3 separate regions of the Mus musculus genome follow, and all the other regions are linked to region 1. A link is a contact called in public HiChIP or PLAC-seq data. All regions are on one chromosome and are shown on one strand. The core of a region is the stretch at or near the end of the contact, and the rest is flanking DNA. Distances in the headings are between cores, read along the strand shown.

Region 1 (4,882 bases), core at 1,482-3,981:
ATCCCTTGAGTTTCTCGTCCTTTTAGAAAAGATGTCTCTGTTGGAGATCCCCATCTTAGTGGGCTGCTCTTTATTTTCTGGGCTTGAATTTCAGGCTGTCAACCAGAGATCGGCCATTATATTGATAATTCTACCTATGTTAGTGAGTTGCTATTTTCTCCTTATACCCTTTGTGGCATGCATAGTGAATGTGTATGTGCACATGTGTGTGTGCATGTATGCATGTGTATATTCATATTCACGGTATATGTTCATATAAGTGCATGTATGTGGACATCCACTCAGTGTACCCATATGTGTAGAAGCAAATTTCATCCTTGGATACAATTCCTCAGTTACCTTCCTCTTTGTTTTCGGAGACAGGGTCTTTGATTGGCCTGGTGTTCTGCAAATAGGATAGGCTGGCTGGTCAATGAATCCCAGTGATGCACTCCTCCTACCTCCCCTATGCTGTGGTTACAAGTATGTGCCACCATGACTTTATTATTTTTTTTAATGTAGGTTCTGAGGACAACTGAGCTATTCCACCAATCCTCTTAATGCTTCGAAGACTGTTTCTTATCTGTATTTTTGTCCTGCTGCCTCACAACAAGTTTCTCTTGTACCTCTTAAAGAGATAGATCCTCTGGCAGTGTTCTGAGTTTCTAACTGCCTGATGTACTTTGAATGTCTGTTTCTTTCTACAGTTCAGGTAATTTCCTACCCTGACCTCATGTAATTCCTTGAGCCTTTTATGTTTGTCTCAGCACTCTCTTCTGGCCTGTGTGCCTTGGTCATATCTGAAATTCTTGGATGTTCTGTTGTTTTATTATTTTTTTCCCATAATGGTTTTTGAAGGCTACGGTTTGTCTGAAGTCAGAGTCTGTCTTGTAGGCATCTGTCAGTCATGAGGGCTGTTCTTTATCATCTCTCTCAGGTCACCTGGATCATCTTTCCTAAATCTGTAGGCTCAGGATTTCACTCCTGCTCCTTCCTTCTAGAAGTGACATTCTAATGCATTGTGATTCCACTTGCCTGTGGCATCGCATGTCCCATGGTTCATCATCAGTGCCTCCCATCTAGACTCAGGTTTCCCCTCATCCCTTGCTGTAGTTGTATAGCACCCTTTCATGGTGCTAGAGGGAACGGTGGGACCTTAACATATGGGGCCAGTGTGAGGTGCTATGTCATGGGTAGCACACCATGAGATTAACAAGCCTCCATGGCCACTATGATGTGTTCCACAGACCCAATCGTCCAGGATATCTGCCATGGACTGAATCCTCTCATCCTGAACCCAAATCAACCATTTGTCTTTTTTAAGCTGCTCATCACAAGTACTTGAGACAGTAATGGATGTTGACTGACACACTCCTTTTGTAATATTGTCTGGAAAAAATCCAGTCTCCACCTCCTCTGTCTTATAACCAGGAACCCAGAGAGGGCTGAAGCAAGGCATGGAGCCATCTGGACTAGTTTTGTTCTGAAGGCATGCTGATTCATTTTGAGTGAGTACACGAGACTCCCACTTGTCTTCATGCTTAACTCTTTGTCTTCTTTCCCCAGACAGATAGCAAGTCCACGGGAGATATTTCCTACTCCTTAAAGTAATACCTCTTGTTTTGTCTTGTACTAATAGATTTGATTGTAAGGGAAATTCCATAGTCTCATTCTGCCCTATCTCCCTCGGGATCCTGCACTCCACACTGCACAATCGCACGCTTCACTGTCTGGGTTCTCCATACCCTTTACAGCTCTTCACTCATTTTCTCAAAGTCTAAAATTTGAAATGTCAGAGAGTTCAAATCTCTAACTATTTTTCTTCCTGCACTCACTTCTTGCTTGTAAAATGATGTTCAGGCTCATGGCTTTAAATTCTGCTTGTATACTGATAACTATCAACATTGAGAGCTCCGTATTCCTAATGTCATTTCAAGTTCAACTTGAAAAGACTGTATCTTGAACTCTCTTCTGTCTCTAAACACCTTCTTTGAGAATGCTCTCAAGAAGTTTCCTTTGCTCTGCTCATGTCTGGATGTTCAGTCACCCTTGACCTCTCTGTGTGGGATTTCATCTCAGATCTATAATATTCCACTAACAAATCCCAGTGGCTTCAATACCTACCCAGAATTATCTACCTTGATGACTGGCATCTTCCTCCTTAGTGTATCTTCCATCCCTGTAGCTCATTCTCAATGCACATGACAGAGTGGTTCTGCAGAGTTGTCCCTCCACTCCCAATGTCCCAATGCCCTTCTCATTTTATTATGACGTAACAGCCACAGTTCTGAAAATGAGTCCGATTGCATGTGTATCACCTTCTACATTTATCTAATATTGCCATCTACACTCTTCCACAACCAACTGTCCTCTCTTTAATTTCCCAAAGTTCCAGGCATGCCCAGGCATTGTTGTCTTCATGCCCATAGCCTCCTCTTCCAAGAGTGCTCTGCCCTTAGTCACATAGGCGTCACTTGATCCTCTCATGCCTTGCTGTTGCAGCCTCATTTCCCTTTGCCCACAGAGAGCTTCAATTCAAGCTCTGCTCTATGCTTCTTTTCTTCTCACTCCACTGTGTTTTCATAGAGAACTCTATAGTTCTTCCATTTTTAATATATCCATCATCTTGTTTACTCATGGCCTGTGTCTTTATTATTTCTCTGAATGAAGACAAAGGCATTATCTGCTGTGCACACTGCTATATTCCTGGAAGTTGGCAGAATGAGTGGCAGGAGCTCCAGCTGCACCAAGCAGCTACTGAATGGCTGGAAACATAGACTTTCACATTTACCACCCACAGTTCATGCCAGCAGAACAGCTAGTGCTGTGCAGAGAACAGAGGGGACATTGGCTTTATTGATTCTCAGTAGGAACACAGCTAAAGAGTGAAATGGACGCATGCCACCTGGGGAGACTCAGAGAGGGCTACCATAGAGATGACAGTTATGGTGAAGATGTCAATCACAGTGTTGATACCAGATTATGCTTTGTGAAGTTTTACATATAGAAAGCTTTTATCTCTAACTTTGATTGATTTTAATCCTTAAGAGACTCTCAAGTCAAGACTTTATTCAACTTTTTTTTTCTGCTGATGAGAAAAACTGAAGAACAGGTGTTGTCCTTCAATAGCATTCTGAAAACTGTAGTTACTGGAACAATACCTATGCCCACACCCTACTATCCCAAGAAAAACAGTCATGGATGCCCAAGGACTGGGGAGTTCCAAACAGGAGATGGCAAAACATCATTGAGATAAATGGAAATAATTGGCCAGCGTTAGCATGATAATTCCTAGGAAATTATAGTTAAACTCCGATGGTTAACATCTTCTAAGGGTCATTTAATAGATTTTTCTTCACTGTAACTTACAGTATCTATACATGCAGAGAATGTTCAGTGATCACCAATTGGAACATGTACATAGCAGTTCACAGCAAAGATCTTCATGCTCTGGCTCGATAGCTTGAAATTCTAGTGACAGAAATCCCTCTAAACCTTGACATATGTGCTTATGAAACGGCCCGCCAGGAAATGGCTGTTCTACCTTGCAGATGAATCAAGTACTATAATTGGGACTGTGTTTATGTGAGGAGAAGCGAATGAATCTGGAGAAACCGAACAAGACAGTTCTCTGCTCTTTCTCCAAACAGCCCCAGCATTGTCATACATACGACCTCTGTTTGGTGATTTATAGAGATCAACAGAGTTTCACCTTTCAGCTCCACCACAACCCTGGGGAGTAAACTTTAAGAAGTCTTTGCTATATGTTTCTCTGAATCTTAATCTATAGTGAGAAAGATCTGAAATAAATGTGTGCATTAGAGAATGGGAGAGCAGAAATAGAAAGGCGTTGACTGGCTTTGTTATTTTCATGTAGCTAAAAGTGGCTGAGGCAAGGTTTAATGTGGCTCATCCTATCTCAGTGCCTGAGCAGGAGCAGTCCTCAGGCTGTCCTGGCTGTCTTAGCCAGAAGATACACAGTTTCAGGGCTGGAGAGATGGCTCATAGGTTAAGAGTGCTTGCTGCACTTCCAAGGGCCCTGAGATTGGTTCCCAGCATCCATGCCTAGCATGCATGCATGTGCACACACGCACACACACACACACACACACACACACACACACACACTTTAATAAAAAATAAATTTTCAAACAGAAATGTATAGTATATCAAATAATTTAAAGTCAGGCTGCATGGATTTATGACCATGGACCTGATTCTTAAATAATTTCACTAAGACCTGCCATTCTCATTTGTATAAAACAGAACATTTTTCTAAAAAAATTAATAATAACCTTGAAGATTGACCAAGGTGGGACACAAGTTCTCAGCACAGACCATAGAGCATGGTGTTTCATATGTGTTAGCTGTCCAGGCACATTTACACGATGTCAGCTAACTAGCTGAGATGTGTTTGTCCATAACCTATTTCATGTGATGCAAATATCCCTATCTCTAAACTCTGCCATCAAAGTTCGCATGGTGTTGTATTTCCCATGTGCCCCCTGAACTCCCCAAAATCAATGGCATTTCTATTTGTCAGGGTATTTCATTTGAAGCAGGACTTTACATAGGCTTCCATCAATCCATGCTTAATGTAACTTAAAGCAAATATATTAACGATGAATAATTAAAATCATTTGCAAAGCTGACAATGGACATGGATATGTCATTAATCTCGGGTGCATCACTTCCTTGGGAGGTCCACGGAGCTCTGTAAGAACCTTTAAGGAGACAAGGAAATGGAATTCACATATTATGTGCTACTATTTTTGCCAGCTTCTTCAAGTATTTGTTCATCTCTTCTCATGGATAATTGACAGTACCTCTCCTTTCACCCACCCACATTAGAGGAAAGGGCAGCTTAAATACAGTCAACCTTTACCATGCTCGTCACTGCAGT
Region 2 (4,882 bases), core at 844-3,343, 480 kb before region 1:
CTCTGTGGGCTACTGCATGTACATGATGCATATACACTCACATAGGCACTTATGTACATAAAAATCAAACAAAATTTAAGGTTTATTTTTACTATTTTTGATTATAACATTACAGTGATGCATACTACGTTTTCTATCACTTTTTATATCTCCTTTTTTTTAACACTAAAACTCAGAACTCCTGATAAGGTTATTTATTTGCTTCATTTTATCATACAACTAAAATTACAATACCAGTAACACCACTGTCACTCAACATGCAGAGTGTCACATTCTTTTTTTTTCCTTGTTTTTTTTTGGGGGGTGGGGGTGGGGGTGGGGGTAGTTATCAGTATTCTCAGAATATATACAGATATTCCCTTGGGATCTATAGAAACCTGTTCTAAAGTTCTTATCAGAACTATTTTTTCCTCTGTGTTGATCTCAACAATATTATATCCATGTAGGTTCATTTCTTTCATTTTATATTATATTTTAGAGTTGTAGTTAATATTTGAAGTTAATATTGTTTGACCACATACATAATTTAAGTAGGTAAGAATTTAAAATTATGTAAAAAAGTTAACACTAACAGTTTTCCCCCCAGGAAAAACTTTCTGAGTAGCCCAGCTATGAGAGAAACTGGGAATAGTTTTCTATATGTTCAGAATATTTTGCTTTTATTTTTTGTGGTCTGTTTATGAACATTTTTGCCTGTTTTTAGATTGAGTTTCTTTCTTCTTTCTTCATTCTATTCTTAATAGATATTTTTAGACTTAATAGAGATTTTCTTCTATTTTTTAATAGATATTTTTATCTCATGGAATTTAGCCAATTTTCCAATTCTAGTAGAAACTATAAATGCATTTCCTTAATTTGTCATTTAAAATTTAATGTTATATATTGAGGTCAAATATGGATTTGAATTTTTCCCTCTTTTTATCTGTATGTTACTACTGTAAGGACTTTATCCTTGTGAAGTGGATATACTAAATAACTGTGCAGGGACCGTAGGATGGACCAGTAATTAAGAGCTTTTGCTGTTCCTGCAGAAGGCCAAGGTCTTGTCCCCAGCGCCCACATGGCAGTTTCCAACCCACTGTAACCCCGAGTCTAGGAGATCTGGTGCCCTCTTGTGACCTTCTGAGGCAAAGGGCACACGTGTAGTACACATGCATACATGCATACCTGCATACATGCAGACAAAGCACCCAAGCATGTAAGATCCATAAGTAACTAAGCATTGATTGTTTCACGTTCATGGAGGTCAGGGTTACGGTTACTTTATCGCTCTCCAATTGTCCGTGTGGTTGACCCAACTCTGCTTACTGAGATGCCAGTTTCACGGCACTAGACGGCCATTGTAAGGCAGCTGGCAAGGTCTAGTCTTGCCACATGAGTCTTTCCAGGCTATAGTCAGGGAGCGACATATGGTAGACTGAGGGTCTGAGGGATGTCATGGCTCCGAATTTAAAGGAGGGCAGAGCTGTGGAAGCTGGGAGGGATGGCGCTGGCCTGGACCTGATTTAGTCAGGGGTGCCATTGTTGGACTTCTGATCTAGAACTGTAAGATGACACATTTGTGTTGATTTAGGCCACTGGGCTTACGGAGATTTGTTATAGGATCAACTGAAAGCTAAACCCGTCTATGTGTATGTATGTATTTTCTGTTTCTCCGCTGTCCTGTCTTACACATGAGTGATTTTAAAAGAAGCTTCTTTGGTTTCGTATAATATGTCTTGATTTTTTTAAGCTTAAGAGAATGTTCAAATTAAAGTGAAATTTATTATGATAATGGTGAGTTCCAGTGTAGGCTGTTACTGTAGACACATAGATCGCGTGTGAGGAACAATTATTTAAGTTAGTGCATTAAGAATAAACTCGAAACTCACATATTTGAGGAATCTTATCAGTGACAACTGTAGGAAGCTAAAATGAGGTGAACGAAAAACAGATTTAAAAAAGCCACTCTGAATTGATAAACTGAGTAAACTTAAAAAAGAAAAAAAAATCTCTGGGCATTTATTTTCCAGCTCTTATGCTGAAGATCGCCACCCAGTGGGGACACGGGAAATTCCAGCCCAGGGTGCCCAGCTGTGACCTAATGAGGAAGCCTGTGGATGGGTGAGTCAGGAGAGGGGAAGAGTCTAGAAGCGCCCAAGGAAGGCGAAGGCAAGCCCACCAAAGACTGAGCTACATTACCTGAAGGCAAAGGACAGGCCCACAAAGAAACAGAGACTCACAGAGCAGAAGCATGGCATTTTCCCAAAGGTGAAAGAAGATCAAAACATCTGCTATCTGTTGGGTTTAACAACAAACACAGAAGGCAAACCCCTTGGTGAAGAGTAAGTGGCCAGAGATACAAGGAAAGTGAAGCAAGGGCCAGCTGAGGGGCCCCACACTGACCCGACACCTGCTGGGGCTCAGGGTTTCTGCCTCTGCTGGCAAGGTCATTGCAAGCTACTTTTCTCCCTGGTGACTCGGTAGATGCTTTTCTTAATTAATGGTTCTGATTTATGTTTAACTCGACCACAATTCTTCAAGGAGGGACCACTGATCATGGTCACAAGCTTTAGCAACTCTGTCTTAGCACTTACTCTGTCTTTTCAGATAAGCCACTTTGGCGGGAGTCCCCGTGGTGTGTTGCTGATAGGCAGCAAACAGCAGGCGGAAGAGTTTTGCTCTCTGGCTCTGCCACCACTGTGATTAGTTGGTGTGCATTCCTGCCCAATCTCGTTGGAGTTTGAATTACACATTGTTTGCTAAGCCCTATGCTTGGCCAAAGAGGGACTTAATGGCACTTAGGAAAAAAGAAATGATCAAATGACACGGGGTCTCCAAAGCATCATTATCTCTCTGATGAGTGACACTTTAAGCCTCACTATGCTTCTGGGTCCTTTGATGATGGCGCTCCCCACAAGGGCTCACTTGGATGACAGTTTCTGAGGACTGTGCATAAAGAAAGCTGGAGAGCTGGGGTTCGTTCACAGCCCAATTTCTGACAGGAGGGAAGGGGCTTTCTCTGAAGGTGACAATATGCTCCAGATAATGGTAGCAAGCTTCAGTACACTGAGGGAAGAAATCCAAATAAGCCCGAAGTGTCACTGAAACATTTATACGTTTGTATTTCTTCTCTATTTAGGAAATTATTTCGCTGTATAGTTTTAAAATCTCATAGGGAGAAAAAATAATTAAGCATCGATGGATGTACTTCTCCATCTGGTCTTCAGAAAATAAATATTAAAATGCACATGGGAGAAAATATAGCTGCGATAATTATGAGGAGATGAATAATTATCAATTATCAACAAACCAATCTACATAGGTTATATAAACAAATAAATGGATTCACTATTGATACAGATTTCCCTCCATTCTGGATTTAAGACTTGATCATTTTGCAGGATTTATTCTTTAGTCAGAAATGAGAAACAGGCTTCTTAGCTAACATCTATAAATCTTTTCTTTAAATTTGTATTTCATATTTAATATGCATCTATTGTACCTATACATTGAGATTAAATACACAATATGCCAAATGAATAATCTAGGTGGGAAAATGGAGATGTGAAAGACAGACTCCTACTTCCCCAAAGAAATACTCTGAGGTGGTAAAGTCTTGAAAGGAGACAGCTTGGTTGAGATGAAATTTGAAGTAAAACATTGTGTAAGAAACCAGCTGGGTGGATTAAATGTGTGATGGTGGGCAGTGGAGGGAGGGCAGTCACCTACAGAGAAACATTCTAGAATACCTGCAGCGTCAAGAACATCAAGTAGGTTAGAAAAGGCCATTTGGGGGAAAGAACCCTATGGTGGAGCACACAACCACCGCGACGCTATGTGGAAGTTGCTCGCTCTGAGTTCTAGACTGACTCCCCGCTGTGATTTGGTTATGTGGCAGTCTGGGGAGGAGACAGCATCCTGCAACTACATAGGATTATTTTGATTAATTAGGATTATTATCTCCCCTCACTGGTTTCTTTTTACTCATGAGCTGTATCTTTTTTTTTTTTTTTTTTTTTTTTTTTTTTTTTTTGGTTTAGAAGATTTGTAAGATGAGATCTTTACAGAGAATCATCAGTGCACACATCAGGCATAAAAGTGACACATTTAAAGTTGGGTAACCTATTAGGAGGTTCCTTAGAGTGGGGGATTTTCTTGTAAATGCCAGAATACGGAAGCAAAAATAGACATTGCAACTATTTCAGATGTAGGCAAGGCAGCAATATAGAGAATAAAGGAGAATAATAAATCACGGGGAGTGGGTTATGAGTTACTTACCTCCAGATAGTGTTCTTGCTCTAGGAACCCCATTCACACAGGCAGTGTTAATCACTAGTGACAATGTCATTTGCTCCAGCTCCATCTTGAATGCTTGCCTAAGAGGCCTATGAGTCAAAAGCTTGGTTCCATGGTGGTGTAATTAAGAAGAGGTTTAGAGTTGAGGCTCTGTGGAAAGTCATTACGTCATTGTGTAGGACGGTGAATGACCTCAGGGGTCAGTAGCTCTCTGATCTCTTCCTCTCTGTCTTCTTTCTGCTTCAGTGCACCCTCCACCCACCAGGAAAGCAGGTTTCTTCTGCCTGAATCTCTTTGCTACTTTGCCACACACCTAAAGCTAACGGGCCGATCTATTTAGGGCTATAACCCCTAGAAGTCCAAGTGAAAAAGTAATCGTTCTTCTTTATAACTTGATTATCTCCTGTGTTTTGTTATAGTGACAGAAAGCTGGCTAACATAAGAGTCACTGAAGACTTTCATCTTTCCTCTAATAAAATGGAGTCAGACATTGTGCTGGCTGGTTTTGAGGGTCAACTTGACTGACAAGAAGCTCAAGCCAGAGAGGAGGGAGCCTCAGTTGAGGAAATGCCTCCATGAGATCCAGCTGTGAGACATTTTCTCA
Region 3 (4,882 bases), core at 981-3,480, 460 kb before region 1:
AGACATTTTTACTCATTTAACACTACCTACTGTGTGTCTTGTCTGTACTTTACAAATATTAGTGCATTTAGTCTCCATGCCAAATCTGTGAAGTAGTTAAGGTCGTTCATGATTTCCTTGTTTTACAGAGAAGGGAGTGGAAACACAGAAAGAGTAATTATCTTGCCTGAGCTCAGTGTACTAAAAGTGTATTAAAAATTATAGCAATAAGAGTCCAGGCATTCTGATTAGCGTCCATGATCTTGACTGCTGCACTATGTTGCTCCCTGAATGCTGCTGCTGCTGCTGCTGGTGGCTGGCATTCCACTCACTTGTGCTATGAGTTTTCTGAACATCAGATGAGAACTGTGAGCCAAGGGGAGCTAGGTACCTGTACTGTCCATGATGGCTAATCTCGCTTGTCTACTTGACTGCATCTGGAATCAACTAAAACACAAGCGACTGGGCACTCGGTGAGGGATTTTCTTCATCAGACAGTGTGAAGCTGGAAGACCCATCCATAATGTGGGCAGCATCTCCTGGTGCAAGCCCTGATGAATGTGGACACAAGAAGGAGCCTTTGCCTTGAGCCTGCTTGCTTTTACTTCTCTTGGCAAGTCCATCTACACTGTGACTTTGGCATTCTCTGGGCTGCCAACATAGACTGAAGAAGTCTCCATAGCATCAGCACCAGGATGGGACTCCTGAGATACCAGTCTTGTGGACTGAGCATCTCAAGTGTGGGATAGCATTGTTGGGCTACCTGGACCACATCCTGTAAGCCAGTTTAATAAACTCCCTTCTTTCTGCCTGCCCTTCTTCTTTAGAGAATCTGACTAATACATTTTCCTACAGTGAGATACCCTAGCATCTATCTTTATATAAAATTTGTGTTGACCGTGTTTATGGTGATCATTTGATGATCATTTTCCCATAACAAAAGACCAGTTAGGCCAGAATGCTGTTTCTGGCCTTTTGAAAAATCTCTATTGGTCCCTGGCAGAGACGATGGACTCTATTTGCAGTTCGTAGGATACTGTTGCCATGGCAACCTGCTACCTTGCAAAGGTACCATCCTCTCCCTAAAGTAGGCAGAGGCCCATTTTCAGTTTCAGTAAGCTTGGCTGAGACTGTGAGCATGTTCTTTCTCTTTGCTCAACAACAAGTTCTACTCAGCACTGGAGATGTCTCCTTGCTGTTTCCTTGCTCTGTATGCACTCAGCATCCCTGAACATCTATCTCAAAACTCATCCCATTGCCTGCACATCTCGTTCCTTGTCTTCCATTTCACCTTCCTACTGGCACCAGCATTGTCCTTCTAAAACAGAGGTTGGTTGAGTTCCAGCATCTTCTTGATTTCTAAACTCTATAATGGGGTAATGCCTCGAGTTCCTTGATATGAGGAATCATGGGCATAAATTAGAAATGTAAAAGATAAGATAATGCTAGTAGAGGAGATACTATATGTCAATGTAGAAACACAACTTAATTGATTTGGCCATACAGATAGTGCTAAGCCACTGGAGGCTAAAGCGATGATCAATTATGAAGAGAAGTAAACACTAAGGAGCCATGAGCTGACTTGTAGATTGTATTTATGGATTCTTTCTACCTTTTGGTATAGAATGGTTAACGAGTTAAAGGTGATGCCAAGGCAGAAATTAAACTTAAGGTTTAATTTCTCAGGAACATAACAGAATGCAGATGCTAATAAGCTGACAATAGACTTTTAGTAGACAAAGCGTGCACATTTCATCATTAAAATACTCTGCATAAAAATTATCACAAGGTAGACAGGAAGAGGTTTCACATCTTTGGCTGGCACTTCTACTCCTGTACACAACCCACACAGCAGCCCTCGCTGTGAGACTGTTGTTCAGTTTGAGCTCCCCATCCATAGAACAAGCCATTATGATGAAATGAAATGAAAGGCAAAGAACATGCACCCCACTATGTTCCCGGTAAAGCCACAAAGCACAGACTCGTGCTGCAGGGCTCCAAATGGTCCGGGCTATTTTAGAACAACAGTGTCTATTTTTCATTCTGAATTACTGCAATTTCAGGCACAGCTGTTACACTGAAAATTATAATGGTCAACGTTTAATCAACAGAATGTGTACTCCCCCCCATTTCATCAATCAATCATTCGCTTCACTTACCATAAAAAAAAAATCCCCAAACCCTCAAACTTCTCTGGCAGTTAGTAACTTTCAAAGCTTCATTACATTCCTCTTTGACCTTCTGAGCACCGGCCGTTTGCCGCTGCCTCCCAATCAGCTTTTAGCAGCGCACTGACACAGCAGCCTCCCTCCCCTCTCCCCATACTTCCCACTTCTACAAAACCATCTGTTTTTCCCCAGCTCTGTGTAAACACTGTCCTTTCCAGTATCAAAAGTCAGCCTTGCCTCCTGAAGAGAGCCATCTCTGGAGATGCTAACTCAGCTTGGTAAGCTTTCACTACCCCTTAGGCTTTGTTAGCCTCCACCCTTCATCCTGTAACTGAACCATCACTGGTAGGAGTGCAAATGAAACCCAGCTTATGACATGCATTTTGTGTTCGTCTCAGCTCTGTGAGGTATATACAAACTGTTCAGCACTTTAATCTCATCGTGCTGTGGTAGGCGAATGGAATATAATTCACTTCAAGGTCTTAATCTTGGTATTTATTTTATTCTCAGGGAATGGCCCCTGTACTAAAGTTATCAGTATCTGTTCTGGTTTTGGCAATGGGCTTAACTTTATTCACACCCTATAACCATCTCATAGGTACTTTATTGGTCACTCCTCTTGATGCTGTTACTGACAGTCTTGAGGAGGGAAGGGTTTTATTTTAGCTCCCAGTGTGAGAGTGCATTCATCATGGTGGGCAAGGGAGGCATGGTGGAGCGCAGAGACAGTTTGTCACATGATGAGATGGCAGCATGGGCTCACTCAGCTTCTTTCTTTATATTCAGTCTGGGAGCTCAGCCCAAGTGATGATGCTACCACACTTCAGGGTGGGTCTTCCCTTATCATCACTTGAACTTTTCTGGAAGAGCCTTCATAGCTATATCCACAGTTGTGCTTCCATGGTGATTTTAAACTATGTCAAATTGATGATGAAGTCAGCCATGATAGGCAGCCATGTTATATTAAGCTGTGTGCTCAGGACCAGAAAGAATTACCACTGAAGAACTGATTTAGCCTAATGACCTCACAGTCAGAGGGCTGGGAAGCTTAGAGGTCCGAGCCATTCACCATGGTCAGCAAGGCAAGGACATATGATCAAGTTTGATATTAAAACAGGTGCAAGAATACAATATCAGAACAATGGCCTGGAGAAAGGGTAACTCACATGAACTTGTAGACATATACAGTTGGATGAGAAGGGAGAGTGCTGAAAAGGGGGAAGGAGGGTTGGGACACACAGGCCAGTTCAACCTCATGTTATTCCCTGGGATGAAGAGTGCCCTTTACCCATTCAGTTGTCTATGGACAGAAGGTCCATTAGCATCACGAGTTTATGTGACAGGCATGGTATGGTATTTACCATCTACCGATGAGGACTGTCTTCCACTAGTACAAAACTAGATTGGTTCTACAATTTGGCAATTTGAATACACATCAATAATAGGTGCAGCTTTCTGTTATAAGATATATATATATACATACACACATATGGAATACACACACACACACACCTTATTATATATATAATAAGTGTGTGCATTTTCCTGTTTTTAGACTTAAGGCAGAATTCAGTCTTACCTAAAACAAACTTTTTAAAAGACTTACATATTTTTATGTGTATGCGTGCCTCCATGTATTTACATTCACACTTGTGTGCAGTGCTTGCAGAGGCCAGAAGAAGGCGCTAAGTCACCAGGAACTGGAGTTACAGGTAGTTGTGAATCATCATGTCAGTGCTGGGAATTTACCTGGGTCCTAGGCAAGAACAACAAAGCTGTGATCAACCACTGAGCATCTCTCCAGCCCTGTAGCAGTGGTTTTAAAACTCAATTATTAAAATTTCTTCTCTGCGCAATGTGATAAACAGGCATGACTATAACTTTCTGCCTTGTGTCAGGTCATAAGTATTTTGATTTTAATAAAATAAAGGTGAAATAAAGTGTTCTTATTTAAACTGACATCTTAGATATTAAGTCAGGTATCTGTTTAATCACTGATTTTTCCACGTCAATAAAGAGGAACACTCCTCCATTGTTGGTGGAATTGTAAGCTGCTACAACCACTCTGGAAATCAGTCTGGCAGTTCCTCAGAAAATTGGACATAGCTATACCATTTGAGGACTCAGCTATATCACTCCTGGGAATGTACCCAGAAGATGCTCCAATGTATAACAAGGACACATGCTCCACTATGTTCATAGCAGCCTTGTTTATAATAGCCAGAAGCTGGAAAGAATCCAGATCCTTCAACAGAGGAATGGATACAGAAAATGGAGTACTACTCAGCTATTAAAAACAATGAATTCATGAAATTCTTAGGTAGATGGATGGAATTAGAAAATATCATCCTGAGTGAGGTAGCTCAGTCACAGAAGAACACACATGGTATGCACTGACTGATAAGTGGATAATCAGCCCCAAAGCTTAGAATACCCAAGATATAATTCACAGACCATATGAAGCTCAAGAAGAAGGAAGACCAAATGGATGCTTCAGTGCTTCTTAGAAGGGGGAACAAAATACTCACAGGAGAAAATATGGAGACCAAGTGTGGAGCAGAGACTGAAGGAAAGACCATCCAGAGACTGCCCCACCTGATGATCCATCCCATATTCAGACACCAAACCTAGACACTATTGTGGATGGCAAGAAGTGCTTGCTGACAGGAGCCTGATATAGCTGTCTCCTGAGAGGCTCTGCCAGATCCGGACAAATACAGATGTGGAAATTCGCA

The links. HiChIP or PLAC-seq counts read pairs in DNA pulled down with a chosen protein or histone mark.
Region 2: a contact with region 1 is called in an H3K27ac HiChIP or PLAC-seq map of VIP interneurons, with 4 times the contacts expected there. The contact joins two enhancer-like sites. A contact is called at or near these places in 2 of 484 Hi-C or Micro-C datasets (frontal cortex and nephron progenitors) and 1 of 115 datasets of contacts at active chromatin or transcription factors (VIP interneurons).
Region 3: a contact with region 1 is called in an H3K27ac HiChIP or PLAC-seq map of VIP interneurons, with 2.8 times the contacts expected there. The contact joins two enhancer-like sites. A contact is called at or near these places in 1 of 484 Hi-C or Micro-C datasets (frontal cortex) and 1 of 115 datasets of contacts at active chromatin or transcription factors (VIP interneurons).

What each region holds. Positions count from the first base shown.
Region 1 is chr3:54,208,895-54,213,776 of GRCm38.p6, forward strand. All of the region lies in intron 2 of Trpc4 (transient receptor potential cation channel, subfamily C, member 4), which reads left to right. Among named protein-coding and RNA genes, the nearest start is that of Trpc4, 55 kb to the left of the region's middle. Within about 2 kb of position 2,732, at least 10 of the 459 cell types and tissues checked have an H3K27ac peak or open chromatin away from gene starts, as enhancers often do. A contact at or near this core is called in VIP interneurons, where this site is marked.
Region 2 is chr3:53,727,943-53,732,824 of GRCm38.p6, forward strand. Gm30735 (a long non-coding RNA gene) reads left to right here. Exons shown (of 5, transcript XR_867291.2): 4 at 2,013-2,103; 5 at 4,698-4,882. Among named protein-coding and RNA genes, the nearest start is that of Gm30735, 27 kb to the left of the region's middle. Within about 2 kb of position 2,094, at least 19 of the 459 cell types and tissues checked have an H3K27ac peak or open chromatin away from gene starts, as enhancers often do. A contact at or near this core is called in VIP interneurons, where this site is marked.
Region 3 is chr3:53,754,386-53,759,267 of GRCm38.p6, forward strand. No RefSeq gene overlaps it. Among named protein-coding and RNA genes, the nearest start is that of Gm30735, 54 kb to the left of the region's middle. Within about 2 kb of position 2,231, at least 19 of the 459 cell types and tissues checked have an H3K27ac peak or open chromatin away from gene starts, as enhancers often do. A contact at or near this core is called in VIP interneurons, where this site is marked.